Regions from separate parts of the Mus musculus genome. Here all the other regions are linked to region 1. The links are chromatin contacts, called in public promoter capture Hi-C maps. All regions are on one chromosome and are shown on one strand. The core of a region is the stretch at or near the end of the contact, and the rest is flanking DNA. Distances in the headings are between cores, read along the strand shown. Region 1 holds the start of Fxr1 (fragile X mental retardation gene 1, autosomal homolog). Region 2 holds the start of Actrt3 (actin related protein T3). Region 3 holds the start of Sec62 (SEC62 homolog (S. cerevisiae)). Region 4 holds the start of Phc3 (polyhomeotic 3). Region 5 holds the start of Prkci (protein kinase C, iota).

Region 1 (2,758 bases), core at 143-2,642:
CCAGAGATTTTACAATCAAAATTTACAAAACAAAATTTAAAAAAGTATACTTATCATTCTTTGTCAATGAGCTACTGCCTATATTATTACCACGTGACAAATCACCTCCATACAGCTAATAAGCAAGCTAGAAAGGGAAAAGCAAAACACTGAAAAATTAGGAAATCGTTAATACCAAATAAAATCCTCTGGAATAAAGGAGCCATTGAAATGAAAACCTGTGAGAAACCATTTTAAGTACATACAATACTCATGTACTAGAAGAGAGCCTTCATAAAAATAGCCAAGACTCTCAAACATCTGAGATGCTGGCTTGGAGAATGACTGACAGACAACAGCTGAGAAGGTTTTGTGTTGATTTGTTAAGATTCTCGCACACTTTGGGGAGAAAAAAAAATAAGGAGAAGGGGCCGTTACTATGGAAAAACTGTTCAGCCTTCGTGTTCTGCTTGGTGCCCCCTCCCCCTTTTCCAATAGAAGCAAGCGCCTTACAAATTCCTCCACTCTAGAATCCTCCCTCTGTCTCCGAGGCCAGCCTCCACGGCAATGCATGGCCTCTTCTCAAAGGAAACAAAAAGAACCTCGTGGAAGAGGACTTAAAAAGCAAAAACAAAAAACAAAAAACCCACCTTCCCAGGGGCTGGGAAGACACGCGTCCCTCCCACCTGCCGCCTGGCCTCGGGTCACCTTTGAACCCTTCCTTCGGAATTCGCATTTCTCCCGGGCCGAGGGGCGAAGGGGCCGCCCGCTCCCCAGGCCGCGGCCACCAGGGCCCGCCGCCCGTCCGGGTTTCCACGCGGGCGGGCGGGCGCCGTGGGTTCGCAGGGCCCCCGGGGCAGCACAAGCCGGGGTAGGCCGGGGAGTCAGCCATTCATGCCGCGGGCGGGAGGGCGGGCGGGCGGAGAGGAGCCTGGCGGGCCCGGCCGCCGCCGCGGGGTCGCAGTGAGCTGCCCGCCTCAGTCCGTCCCTCAGTCCGCCCGTCCGCGCCCCCCACCCCGCCAGGCCTCGGCGGCGCGCCCGCACCACAGCCCGCCGCTCCAGCCCGCCCGCCCGCCCGCGTCCCGGAGGCCTCGACCCAGGACGCTCCGGGACAGGAGGCAAGCCAGCACCCGCCGCCTTGTTTCCAAACATAACGGAGCCTGGGCCCCGAGACCGTTAAACCGCGCCGAGGGCAGAGGCCAGCAGCACGGCCCAGCTGCCTCCCCCGCCACCACCTGACACCTCTCCTCGGCCCCCGGGGTCCCCGGCGCCCCTTGACCCCGCTCCCAGTGCCCAGCTCCCATCCCCGGCCGCCCCGCGGCCCGTACCTTGTAGAAAGCCCCGTTGGAGCCGCGAACCTCCACCGTCAGCTCCGCCATGTTGGAACCGCAAAGGCTGCTGGGAAGAGATTCTAGAAACTTTCCAACGCGAGGGGAGGAGGGGGGAGGGGCGAGCGTCGCGGGGGAGGGGCGGGCGGGCGGGAGGGCGGGACGCTCCCGGCCCGCTCCCGGGCTCTCCGCTAGCGGCGCCGCTCTGCGCGGGTCCTTGGGCGGCTACCCAGCGGCAGGCCGGTCCGCCCACGCCCACGCCCGCGCGGCCCGCCTCGCGCACAATGAGTGAGGCGGACCCGCCCGGCGCGCCACCCTCGCCCCAGGATCCGCGCGGCCGGCGACGCTCCCTACGGGCTCTTCCCGTCAGGAAGCGCGGCCTGGCGGGCGCTCGGGCTCGGCCAGAGCGCATGGCCGGCCGACACTCTCAGGTTTGCCCTCATGGAGCCTTCCCTCTGGAGCCTCGGGCCGTCCCCTTGAAGAGCCTTTCCCAGGACGAACCCGGGACTCGGGGCTTCCCCCGAGCCTCACGCAGTTCTCAGGCCTCGCCTCGCGCGAAGGCAGCTCACTCACCTGTCACCGACCGAGCACGGTTACCTTAATACGTTATTAAAGGCTCGGGAAACCTAGGCTAATTTTGTGGGGGGATCCTGTTTGAGACACAGTTCTCTACCCCTGGGTGGCCTTGAACCCACAGAACTGCTTCTGCCTCTGGCCATCGGAGTGCTGGCATTACTTTTAAAAAATTTTAAACAATGGGAAAGTGTATTCCTCCCACCCCTGATAGGTTACACGTGGGAAGTTTTGCAAAGAGGATCCAAGAACCTATTGGGTTTTGTGTTGTGTGACTTTACCAGAAACGCCACCAGTTCTAGAAGCTTTGTGGCACTCATACTTAGTTTGATAAGTTAATGCCAACTTCTGAAAGCAAGGCTTTTGGAAATAGTACTTAAAAGAATTCATTTGTATGTGCATCTTTACATAACTTTTCAGCGACGCATGATGTATTTGTCTTTCCTTTATTTGGAGCTCAAATTGACCACCCTGCCTCCCACCTCCAGGTGCCAGTTGGGCTAACAGGCTCAGTTCCCCCACGGTTACCTGTTACTCTGAGACAAGTCTCACTAAGCAGTCCAAGATGGCCTTCGATTTACCTCCCATTCTCTTGTCTTAGCCTCCAGAGTGCTGGCTTTACTGGTGTGAGCTCCTGGCCCCTAGCAACCTGGTTTGTATAAAGTACATTTTCTTTATACAAGATTAGCCCTTTTAAAAATGTACAGTTCAGCGTCTATCACCAGGATCAGTATAAAACATTTTCATCACAAACAACAATAAATAAGTAAAAATAAAAAGCACTTGTGCTTGTTGCTGTTCCCCAATTCTCCTGAATTCCCTGGATTCTAGGAAACTGCCCATGTGTTTTCTATGTAGAGATTTGCCTAGCTCGATCT
Region 2 (2,758 bases), core at 176-2,675, 3.4 Mb after region 1:
GTGATAACCACTACACTACGGAAACTTGGTTGCACTGGTGTGTTGAAATGTTCTTCTTATGTGATGTCGTCATATACGTTTCACACCTGTTTAAGGTTTATGCATTTTTCAATGAGGAGAGAGAAAAAATATTAACAAAGCACAGTTAACTTAACAGGCTGAGACTATTTAAAAGTTTGAACTTGTTTGCAATTTCTTTTTCTCCCTTCCTTCCTTTCATTCATTCTGTCTTTTTCTTGTTTTGCTAAGCCCGGCGGGTACACCACTAGAGACCAGCAGGCACACTTAGTTCCTGGCCGAATTTCATTTTTTTTCTCATTTTAGACAGGTTATGCTTTCCTCCAGCTGGGAAGCAGCGGCGCGCTGTAGCCAGGGCCTGTGATTTGGCGCAGTACAGTGCTTTGGCGGGTTTTGGTGGAAGCACGTGTAAATTACCCTTTTCCCCATCCTGCTTCGAAACCAAAGCTTCTATTTGTGTGCTGTTTTAAAGCCCCTAAAGGATGCGCGAAACCAGACACCAAGACGTTCATTTTTTGCTGCGCAGTGTACTTTCTTTTTCTGAACTGAACTTCATAATGATCTAAGGCATTTATATTCTTACCAAATGGCAGACATGTTCTTATTCCTAAAACATCAACCTCAGGAAATGAAAATTAGCTTCGGAGGACCTAGAGATATAATCCAGAAGATGAAGAAAAGGATGAAATAAGGGGGGAAGGAGGGGGGGGAAGAGGGAGGGAGGGAGGGAGGGAGGGAGGGAGAGAGAGAGAGAGAGAGAGAGAGAGAGAGAGAGAGAGAGAAATGAACGGAGAAAAGAAAAGGGGAAGGAGGGGAGCCGAGCATCCCAGAACTCAGAGCCTGAAGAGGGGAATTCCGCTGAGTTCGAGGGCAGCCTGTGCTAAAATGCACCATCTTACAAAACCCAAAAGGTTTTGCCTTTTTGTGTATATCTTTAGAAAGGACAGGAAAGATGTAACGTTGTTTACTTTACTATACAGAACATAAACTCGTTTCACACCCCAGCACTCCCTGAAATTGATCCTTACAGAAGCCAGGCAGAGCCTTCCTGTAGCGATATTTCCAAGGCCGGTGTTAAGGGTCTTCCTCCAGCTTCCCACTCGCCCTGGAACACTACTGTTAACCACAGTGCAAGGACTTAAGAGAATTTTTTTTTAATAGACATTCAGCGTGTTTGAGAAAGGTTCTTGCAAATTGTTAGATTTCTATGTTTTGCAAGGGTAGCCCGGTTTTCTGGTATTAATGCTGAGAGCTTCCAGGAGCAGCGGTGATGCTCAACCCATGGAAAGCGGTCGCAGGAGGCACCTCACTCATGTCATGCGGGCCAGCAGATGGCCGGGTCCTCTGTGACGCGACATTACCAACACCTGTCACCGCACAGCCTGGGAAGAGCGGTCTGGAGGCGCAGATGCAGCAGCACCAGCGGCATGAGCGGCTACCAGCCACCAGTGGTGATCGACAACGGCTCGGGAATGATCAAGGCGGGCCTGGCTGGGACCCGGGAGCCCCAGTTTGTCTACCCGAATATTCTGGGCCGGTCCAAGGGCCATACGGCGGACAGCAGGCAGGAGCTGTGTGTGGGTGATCAAGCGCAGGAGCGCAGGAGCTTCCTATCCATCAGGTACTGCGGGACTCTGCAGTCTTGGGGGCTTTGTGGAAGTGGGTGGAGAGCCCATAGCTAAAGCCACCCCGAAAGGACCAGGGAAGGAACCCCAAGGCCACTCCTTACAAAAAACAAAAACAAAAACCCAAAACAAACAAACAAACAAAAACTTCTGTTCTCTATACACAAATATATTCAAGCATACAGTGGCCGTTCATGCTAGATGTGCCTGCGTAAGAATGTGGCTTGACGTGTGACTTTTGTCATGCGGTGTGGTCTCTTGAACTATTTACAATTATACCAGAATGTGGGAAGTTTCCAACTTTTTGAAGTCACATTCTCCAAAGAAGAGAAAAAAATAGCCAAGCAAAATGACTGCAGAGAAAAGTAGCTGTGCTGTTTACTGGAAGTTACTTTGTCAATTACAGAAAACAATAATGATAAATAGTCCCCTTGGATGCAAAGGAACAGAAAGGTAGAATTAACAGTTTCTATTTAAGAATGGTAGCCTTCACCTTCAATCGGGTAAAGGCAGGGGAGTCTGTGCATTCCAAGCCATCTTGGTTTGCATACTGAGTTTGTTTTATTTGTCTGTCTGTCTGTCTGTCTGTCTGTCTGTCTGTCTGTTTATTTGATGTAGAGTTTCTCTGTGTAACCCTGGCTATCCTAAAACTAGTTCTATTGTTTGGACTGGCCTGAAATCGTAGATCTGCCTGTCTCTGCCTCCTGAGTGCTGGAGGCAAGTGTCATGGGTTCTAAGCTAGCCAGCACAACATAATGAGATTCTGTCTCAAAACAAGAACTATCAAATAATAATAATAATAGTAATAGTAATAATAATAATAATTTAAGCCAAATCTAAAACCACCATTAGCAACAACCATAAAAGCACAAGACTTATATATTTTATTGTCCTCCCTCCAGCTATCCAGTGGAACGGGGTCTCATTTCCTCCTGGGGGGACATGGAGATCATGTGGAAGCATATCTATGACTACAACCTGAACCTGAACGCCAGTGATGGCCCGGTCTTGGTTACAGAACCTGCGCTGAATCCACTGGCAGACCGGCAACACATCTCCGAAGTGTTTTTTGAGAATCTGGGAGTCCCTGCCTTCTACATGTCCGCCCAGGCGGT
Region 3 (2,758 bases), core at 140-2,639, 3.2 Mb after region 1:
AAACAGAAAAAGACATCCTACGTGGGGAACAGAAAGACAAGAATGAGTGTAACAACTTGTGACTGACATATTAACAACTTACTAGAGACCATCAACTTAGGCCTTTGGTTTCTGAGTGAGCTCTTGAGGCGCTCACATCCATGTTTAAGGTGCATCGAACAAAGGACACCCAACAGGGCGAAAACTGCGGGGAAGAGATGCTCAGGTGACATTCATAAGGGATGAGGGAGGCACAGTATGTAGGGCGTGAGGCTGACAAGCTGGCATGTGGAAGGTTTCTGGGTGCCACCAGCCCATTGCAGCACTGACCGGGCAGGGTTTGTTTACATCGTGTCGCCTGGAAGAAAGCCGGCAAGGTTCAAGCCCGGCTATTCGGTTAAAAGAGCCATTGGGAGGGGAATGGAGGGCACACGCCGCTTAACATCTGGAAGGAGCCCTGGGGCCGGGCGGCCCGGGGCCAGCTGACCGACCGACCGTCTGCAAGCACAAAGAACCGGCGGCGGTGCCGCAGGTCAGCCCTCCTTCCACCCCAGCTACCGTGGCCTTAATATCGGGACGCCAGGGAGACACGGAGGAGGGAGGGAGGCCGGCCGGCGCCTGGCGTCCGCGCTCCCCGCGCAGGCCCGAGCCCTCCGCCGCAGGAACGCGGGGCCGGACGCGGGATTCGAGCGCCGCGCCTCCCTCCCTCCTTCCTTCCCCGGACGCACCACAGAGCCCTCGGCCGAGCGGCCGCTAACACCGTCCCGCCTCGAGACCATCCCGGCGCCGCGACCCCGCGGAGACGGCCTCCGGGCGTCCGGCCGCTCGGGACGTCTCCCCCTGTCCCTCCTCGTCCCAGCGCGCCCGAGCCCGTCCCCGGTCCCACGGCCCCGCCGAGCTACCTGGATCCGCTTCTTGTGTCGCCTGCGTTCCGCCATGTTGGCCGCTCCGCCCGGTTCCTTCTGACGTGGAGCGAGTCGGGGAGGGGGCGGCTGAGATCTCGCGAGAGCGCGGCGGCTCGCGGCCCGTTATGTAACCCGCCGCGGGCTCTGGGCTGGGGGCGGCCTCCGTGGTCTTCCCGCCGTCCGTGCGGTGGCGGACGACGCGGGCTGCTTCTGCTTCTGGTCCCGGAGGCCGGCGCCACGTGAGTCAGAGCGCTGGAGGCTGGCAAGTCGCGTCGGCTCTCAGCCCTGACTGAACGCCCGAGTCACCTGGCTGGCGTGTAAACACAGATCCCCGGGCCCCGCCCCTCAGAGTCGCTGACGCCGCCGGGACCACCGGGGCGCACAGCGTCACCTGTGGCGCTTCCTGCCCCAGCGAGCCCCGTGGCACCCCACTTCAGTCCCGCCAAGTTCCCCTTAAAAGGTGGAAAACAACTTCAGAGTCTGACTCCATTAAACACAGCTCGTCCCCAAAGCCTTGGAATGTCCGCTCCTCACGTGACACCTCACAACCCATCCTTAGACTCCAGAAGGCTGGATGAGCCCAGGGAAGTTAAGGTGGAAAGGAGCAAGACTAGTTGGGATGCAGTAGACTGCAGGCCACTTCTATATGACTATTCTGACGACCTGCTATATGACTATTATTCCAGAACTTTCTAGACCAAAGACATGGGTAGTTAAGTGCTTAGGTACAAGTTCTGATGACATTGTGGCTGTAAGAAAGTTGAAAAAATGCAGAAAAGATAAAACCAATAAAGTTTAATTCTATCCCTTGAGTCAGTTAATCATTTTAAATTTCTTTTGTCCTTTATATCCACTTTGCGTGTACATGGGATGTGTGTGTATGTTGAATTTATAAGTCTTCTCTGTTCCCCCCCAAACATCATGGAACCTGGTAGCCTGTTTGTTGTTGTGGTTTTTTTTTTCAGTTTTGCATTGTAAACTTAATTTCAAAATCCTTAAAGTTTTCTATTTCATATATCTGACATAATAATATGTAGTTGAAGCAAAGCTCAGTACTTTGATGCCTGATCATTTATATACTAAGATAGCTGAAGGTTGGTGGTTTTTGTTTTTAACTATGCAATTCTACTCTCAAGAGATCTGTAATTTGGCTCTGCTGTCAGGAAGCAGGGGAGAACTAATAATTCTTACGTATTAACACAAAACTTGGAACATACAATATCTTGTTTTCTCTAGCCTTTCCTACCCAGATGATTGTCAGGACAAGCTAATAGCTAGCAGATGATCTCCCTGAGATTGTGTGCCTCAGATTAACATAATCCGTGACAGATTTGCTCCCATAGGCAAAGCCCAGGAGAAAATAATTTTAGGAAAGATTCCTACTATTAATATGCTTCTCCTGTTATTATTAAACATATATAACAATCACTAGGTATTAGCCTACCTCTTTGAGCAGATCTCTGCAGTTGCAGATCTACAGAGATGTACTGTCTTGTAGGGATGCTATATAGACAAATGGATGACTTAATTCTTAATGATGATCCTGTAAGGATTCCTAAAATTGTACCAGTATGTATTAAGCTGTCAAAACTGCAATGAGAACTCTGCCAGTCTCTGTCACCAGTTAATTGCCTCTACTACTCAGAGCACATTCCAAAAGGTTGTAAAACCATTAACCAAAAGTCATAAAAAGGGAACTACGATTATATTATAGGTGCTAGGACAGAAGATACAATGTTGACTGGGTTTATCTATACAAAACTTCACTAGTAACTTGGTTATGTTTTTTAACTCTCTGTGACCCTGTAGAGTTGTGACAGGGGATGAATGTTTAGCCAGGTAATTACTCCTAATGGATATACATGTAAACATTC
Region 4 (2,758 bases), core at 194-2,693, 3.1 Mb after region 1:
ATGACCTCTGCATCAGCTCCTGCCCTGCTTCAGTTTCTGTTCTGACTTCCTTTGGTGATGAACGGTGATATAGAAGTGTAAGCCAAATAAACTCGTTCTCCCATGACCTGCTTTGGGGATGGTGTTTCATCACAGCAATGGAACCCTGAGACACTGAGATTAGTGCACTTCATCTCAGGAAATAGGAGACACTGTTTACGATCACTATGCTTCTTTCTCAGTCAAGAGCAACAGAGATTTGCTTATTTCTTGGATCTATGAAGCAAAGTCACACTGTGTATGTATGTCTACAAAATCCACTTTTCAGACTATTTTGGATACATATTTTTAATGTTTTATAGTTGTAGTTAATTTTTCTTCTTTCTTTCTTTCTTTCTTTCTTTTTTTTAAACACAGTCTTACATATCCCAGGCTAGCCTTAAAATTTCTGTTAGACCCGAGGTGGGGAAAAACATTTCCACAACTGTCTGATTAAGCAAGCTATACTTAGACTGGCTAAAGGCTGCCTCATCCAAGTTCAGGTTTCAGAAAGCAGCCCCTCACTGGCTTTTGAGGTCTCTGTTGTGGGGCAAGGATTAGGGTTGATAGATTACAGCTGTTGAGAGCGTTGGCTGTTAGCACCAGGACAGAAGAATGGGGGGACTCAGGGCTCAAGGCCGGCTGTGAGGTATACAAGGGTAAGACACTATATGGAAGGGGAGTCATCAGAGATGTTCAGGAGTTTAGCAAGGCAAAGGAGTATACATCATGGGGTTACAAATTCAGCAGAGGTTAAAAAGCATGGTTTTCAGGATATCTTAGGTTCAGGAAACAGAAGCTTACCCTTGCAAGGTATGGGGACACCATCCCCAAAGCAGGACATGAGGGAAAGGGTTTATTTGGCTTACACTTCTATAGCACCGTTCATCACCAAAGGAAATCAGAACAGGAACTCAAGTAGGGCAGGAACCTGGAAACAGGAGCTGATGCAGAGGCTGATGCAGAGGCTGTGGAGGGCTGCTGCTTGTTCAGTCTGCTTTCTTATAGAACCAGGATCATGGGGTTTCTGTTTTACATTATATAGTCTAGGATGACTTTGAATTTTTATTCAAAACAACACTTTCTAAGGGCCTAGCCATGTCTGGTTTATGTGGGGCTGGGTATTGAACCTAAGACTTGATGCACGTTTCTGAAAGTATTCTAGCAACTTCTACATTTCCAGCGCTAAGCAGAACTTTTTCTATATTCGTCGCAGACCCCGGGCTAAGACAAAGATTCTGAGCCATAGAAATAGAGGGTGTCTGGGAAGGACCACTTAGGGAAACACAGGCCACCTCACAGAGAGAGTTGAGGTGGGAGGGAGCCTGGCAGTCGCTGGCCTCACGTGACCTCTGCGCCCCCCGCCCCCCAGATCCCGCCCCTCGGCTCTTGGCTCTTGCAGGGGGAAAAGGAGGCGCATGCGCACTTCGTGTTAGTGATGGAGGAGAGAAGATGGCGGAAGCGGAGTGAGTGACTTGCTGGTGACTGATGTCGTAACCGGGGGGCGAGTGAGGGCTGCGACACGTTCCCCCGAGGCAGCTCTTGGGGCTCCGAGGCTGGCGGTGCAGGGCGGAGGCGAGGCGGGAGCCACGGCGTGGTGGAGAAGCCCGACTGTGGGAGGAGGATGGCAGGTCCAGCCAGCCTCCCCTCGGGAGTGCGTGCTGCGCCGTGCGGTCCCGGGGCTGTGTGGTCCTAAGCGCACAGCTACCCGGGGGACCCTAGTCTCCGGGCTCTCCCGGGACGCGAGCCCTGCGGCGCTCGGCCGGGGCTGTCATTCCAGCCGCGGTCCCCGCCGAGGTGTGTCCGGCTGGGCAGGCGCCGCCGGGCCTCCGCGCTGGCTCCTGCGGGCCCGTAGCCGTCTGTCTGTCCGTCCGTCCGTCCGTCCGTGCGGCGGGGGCGCGGGGAGGCGCAGGGAGGCGTCCGGACAGCGGCTGCGGCCCACGGCCGAGGCTCCCCACCTCCCCGGCCTTTCCTTGCAGTCCCCCTCCGGGCTCGGGCTGCGGCGGCGAGCCTCCCTCCCTGGAGGGCCGCATTCTTGGGTAGCGCTGTGATGCTATGCTCAGTTGGCGACTTGAAACTTCAGGTTCCCGGGTAGGCCTCTGGAGTGCCAGAGCTGAACGCGGCAAGTATTTCCGTGCCAAGCCCGTGCGCTCCCCGAAAGTGTTCTTTTGTACCAGGCCTCGAAATGTAAAGCGATGGTTTGCCCAGTTGCACACATCCAATGTTTAGAATTACTGTCTAGGTTCCCTGACCATTTTTGGTTCGTCAGAACTCACTGTCTTCTTCGCCCGCCTTTGGGCTTTGAGAGCACAGCTGAGCAGAATAAGACTTTGAAAGGCCAGGGTTTACGGTGGTGGCTTGGATGCCATTGGTCCCGGTGCCAAAGTGTTTTGACACGCAGTAGTTTCAAGATTTTACCTTACTGCTGATTGAGTGTAGTATTGAGCAGGTGCCATATGATACTGTGGTTTGCTGATTGGAAGGAAATGAACAGCAGAACGTCTAAAAATGTGATTCAGCTCCCACTAAAAGAAGTTAGCAGCCCCATCTGTTTTTCCTTTCACCTTACTTTCTCCCTTGTATATTGGAGCTGTTAATACAGCCTATGGTGGCTGGAGACTCCTGAGTCTCATTGAGGCCAGCCTGAGCTACGTAGTGACACCCTATTTTGTTTTGATTTTTAAGAAAGAGAAGTAAATGTTCTTGTTACAGGCTTGTCGACGGTGGGAATGCCAGCCGG
Region 5 (2,758 bases), core at 106-2,605, 3.0 Mb after region 1:
ACTATTTTAACCTCATTTTCTCTGTTTTAAGTGAAAAGAACATTGTCTACTGCAAATTCTACGAATTAGTCCCAAATCAGTCAATGTCAGAGGCTGGAAGATAACACACAAATCTAAGGCCTTACATGTACACATTAAGACATGTGCAGCTTCAGTTCTCTTGAAAGGAAAACAAGAAAGAACCGGGAAGGTCTGCTATCTTCACTGATCCCCTCAGGAATGTGAAAGCACGCACAGCTCTTTTAACCTTGTAGCACTTGAAGCTTTTAAAAGCAATTTATTTCTGCCTAGACAAGCAGAGAGGTCTTCTGTTAATCCCTGCTCTCCAGTCTTTATGCTCACGCTGGCCTTTCACCTCAGCAGAGATCCTAAATTATCTCAAACCACACACTGAAGTCAAAGGAGAGGAAGAACTTTATGATAAGTCACGATAGAAAATGATTTGGGCTATGCTCAGAACTGGATTACTTTTGGCAGAGACATTAGTTTAAACGTTTGGTAATCAAGTGGGGTAAAGATCGTTTCTAGAATTTAAAGCCTTGGCTTCTCACCTTTCGATAGCTCACCCTAACTTCCAAAATGTGGGTCAGCACATTTGCACCTTAATTCTGACCACCCAGGATCCAGTGCACATCCTATTAAAAAGTATCGACTTTGGTACTAACTCTAACACCTATAGCGGCTCTCTGACCATAGTCCAGACTTATTTCATGAACTCTCCCACGGCGAAGGATAGATGTAAACCTGATTTATAAGACGGAGGCTTCAGGCCTGTCTGCAATGAAAGGAGCCACCTAACGAAGCAGTCCAGGCTTGCGTGCCCACAGTAGTGAGTGAACAGAGGCTTCCCTCGAAATCTTCAATCCACCCAGTCCCGAAACAGTTGCAAATTTCTCCGTCAGCTGATTTGTCCTCCCCTCCGGTTGCGCCCACTCTCCTCCGCCGACTCCTGGCGACCTACACTCATACGTCCAGGGTGCCACCAACCGCACCTCTCGCCGCCCCCACGATCGCTCGGGTCCCTGACCGCCAACACTCACCCGCGGTAGTAGGCTTTCACCCGGACCTGGTGGGAATGGTCCCCGCCGCCGCCGCACGCGACCGTGTGGGACATGGTGCTGCTGTCCCTCTGGGTCGGCATCTCCTCACTCCCCCGCCTCGCCGCAGGAGGCCGAGGGGGCCGGGGCAGCGCCGGGCGCCGCGAGGGTCTCGGCCTCCCGAGCCTGTCGGGAAGCCGTGGCCGCCCGCCTCGCCGACCAACACGCCTAGCCCGCGGCGCGGAGCGAGCAAGGGGTCGCTTCGCCGCCAAGCCCGAGCCCCAGCGCTCCTCCCTCCGCCCGGCACAACACGCCTCCCGCCGCGGCTCCTCCCACCACGCTCGCTCCCAAGGCCGCATTCCGCGGCAGGGCGGGCTCAGGAGTCGCGGAGCCCCGGCGCTCTCATCCTCACGGGGGGGAGAAGAGGCTAGCAGAGGGAACAGAACCCACCAGCCTACTAACAGACGCTCTGAAATGGGAATATACTTGGATATTAATATAAGTAATTGTAAACCACGCCTTTAAATGGAAGGATTTCTACAAAACAACCTACAGAGCACCCACGCTCAAGGTTGCTTCCCCTATTTCTTCTATTTAGTCTCGTCCCAGCTAGCCCGCCACGCTTCCGGAATGTATTTGCTGCGCGGGATTCTGGGATTTGGAGTCCCGGTGGGATTCTGGGACTTGTTCCTTAAGTGTAGAGTGCCGCGTTTTCGATCTTGTGCTTCCCGGGAGTTGTAGGCATGGAAGTCCTGAAAACCGCTTGAGTATCTGAGGGCACTGGAAAGATGGCTTCGTCAAGATGTAGAATCTCCTTCCAATTAAATTCTCCATGTCAATTTCATTGATCATTGAAATTAAACAGTTCCCTTTTGGGGGAACAAGATTTGATTACCTGCTCAGCAAATCCTTTTCGGGGAGAATTTAATAATGTAGGTAGCAAAAGCATTAGTGAATGCAACGAAAGAAGAAACTCAATTGGGAGATACCACAGGAGAGAGACTTCTTCAAGGCCCTCAACCCGTGAATATTGCCATTCTATAGAAGAAAGTGCCCAGTGAATACTTAACTAGTGTGTCAGTTCATTAGCATTTATTTTACTTACACTAGTCTGGTCGAGAATTAGAAAAAAAAATCTGTCCGTGTAACTTACTTTCGGACTTCCTCAGATCTTGCCTGTATCACTTACTCTACCCTTAAGGTAGCTTGAATCTAGCCACCAGGTCAGCTCAGATAGCAACATGTGCAAATTGTTGAAATAAGCAAAGATATGGCTTTCTTTTTGTTATTGTTTGTTTGTTTTTGGTTGGTAAGAGGTTTTCTCTCTGTAGCTGTCCTTGAACTCATTCTGTCAGGCTAGACTCAAACTCAGAGATTCGCCTGCTAGTGCCTCCTGGGTCCTATTAAGGGCATGTGTCACCACTACCCAGCAGCTTTCTTTATAATCATACATTAGATTTGGTTGCTTGCTTTATCAGAGCTACTATGTGTGACACTTAGCTTGGTACTAGCTTCATCCAACGTCCACAAATTTGGAGTATATGAAAATTTCCACTAAATAACTTTTTTTTTTTTAACAATTAGAGGCTGCATCATCACGTTAAATATGGATTGATTGCTGATGGTCATTTTTTTTAATTATTATTTTATGTATGAGCACCACACACCGCCTGGTTCCTGCAGAGGTCAGAAAGGGGTGCCAGATACACTGGAACTGGAGT

The links. Promoter capture Hi-C pulls out the DNA fragments that hold promoters and counts their contacts.
Region 2: a contact with region 1 is called in a promoter capture Hi-C map of pre-B cells, with 4 times the contacts expected there. The contact joins the promoter of Actrt3 here to the promoter of Fxr1 in region 1. A contact is called at or near these places in 2 of 39 promoter capture datasets (liver and pre-B cells) and 4 of 484 Hi-C or Micro-C datasets (B cells, CD4 T cells, Th1 cells and 1 more).
Region 3: a contact with region 1 is called in a promoter capture Hi-C map of pre-B cells. The contact joins the promoter of Sec62 here to the promoter of Fxr1 in region 1. A contact is called at or near these places in 1 of 39 promoter capture datasets (pre-B cells) and 1 of 484 Hi-C or Micro-C datasets (CD4 T cells).
Region 4: a contact with region 1 is called in a promoter capture Hi-C map of pre-B cells. The contact joins the promoter of Phc3 here to the promoter of Fxr1 in region 1. A contact is called at or near these places in 1 of 39 promoter capture datasets (pre-B cells) and 1 of 9 other capture datasets (adipose tissue).
Region 5: a promoter capture Hi-C map of pre-B cells shows a contact between it and region 1. The contact joins the promoter of Prkci here to the promoter of Fxr1 in region 1. A contact is called at or near these places in 2 of 39 promoter capture datasets (liver and pre-B cells).

The regions. Positions count from the first base shown.
Region 1 is chr3:34,018,713-34,021,470 of GRCm38.p6, reverse strand. Fxr1 (fragile X mental retardation gene 1, autosomal homolog) reads right to left here and starts at 1,392. Exons shown (of 17, transcript NM_001113188.1): 1 at 1,308-1,392. The coding sequence starts at 1,358.
Region 2 is chr3:30,598,537-30,601,294 of GRCm38.p6, reverse strand. It overlaps Actrt3 (actin related protein T3), which reads left to right and starts at 1,425. Exons shown (of 2, transcript NM_029690.2): 1 at 1,425-1,639; 2 at 2,546-2,758. The coding sequence starts at 1,446. n-TVaac8 (a tRNA gene) reads right to left here and starts at 25; the gene lies at 1-25.
Region 3 is chr3:30,791,507-30,794,264 of GRCm38.p6, reverse strand. It overlaps Sec62 (SEC62 homolog (S. cerevisiae)), which reads right to left and starts at 1,389. Exons shown (of 8, transcript NM_027016.2): 1 at 882-1,389. The coding sequence starts at 917.
Region 4 is chr3:30,968,100-30,970,857 of GRCm38.p6, reverse strand. Phc3 (polyhomeotic 3) reads left to right here and starts at 1,443. Exons shown (of 15, transcript NM_001165954.1): 1 at 1,443-1,484. The coding sequence starts at 1,471.
Region 5 is chr3:30,994,368-30,997,125 of GRCm38.p6, reverse strand. It overlaps Prkci (protein kinase C, iota), which reads right to left and starts at 1,355. Exons shown (of 18, transcript NM_008857.3): 1 at 1,041-1,355. The coding sequence starts at 1,141.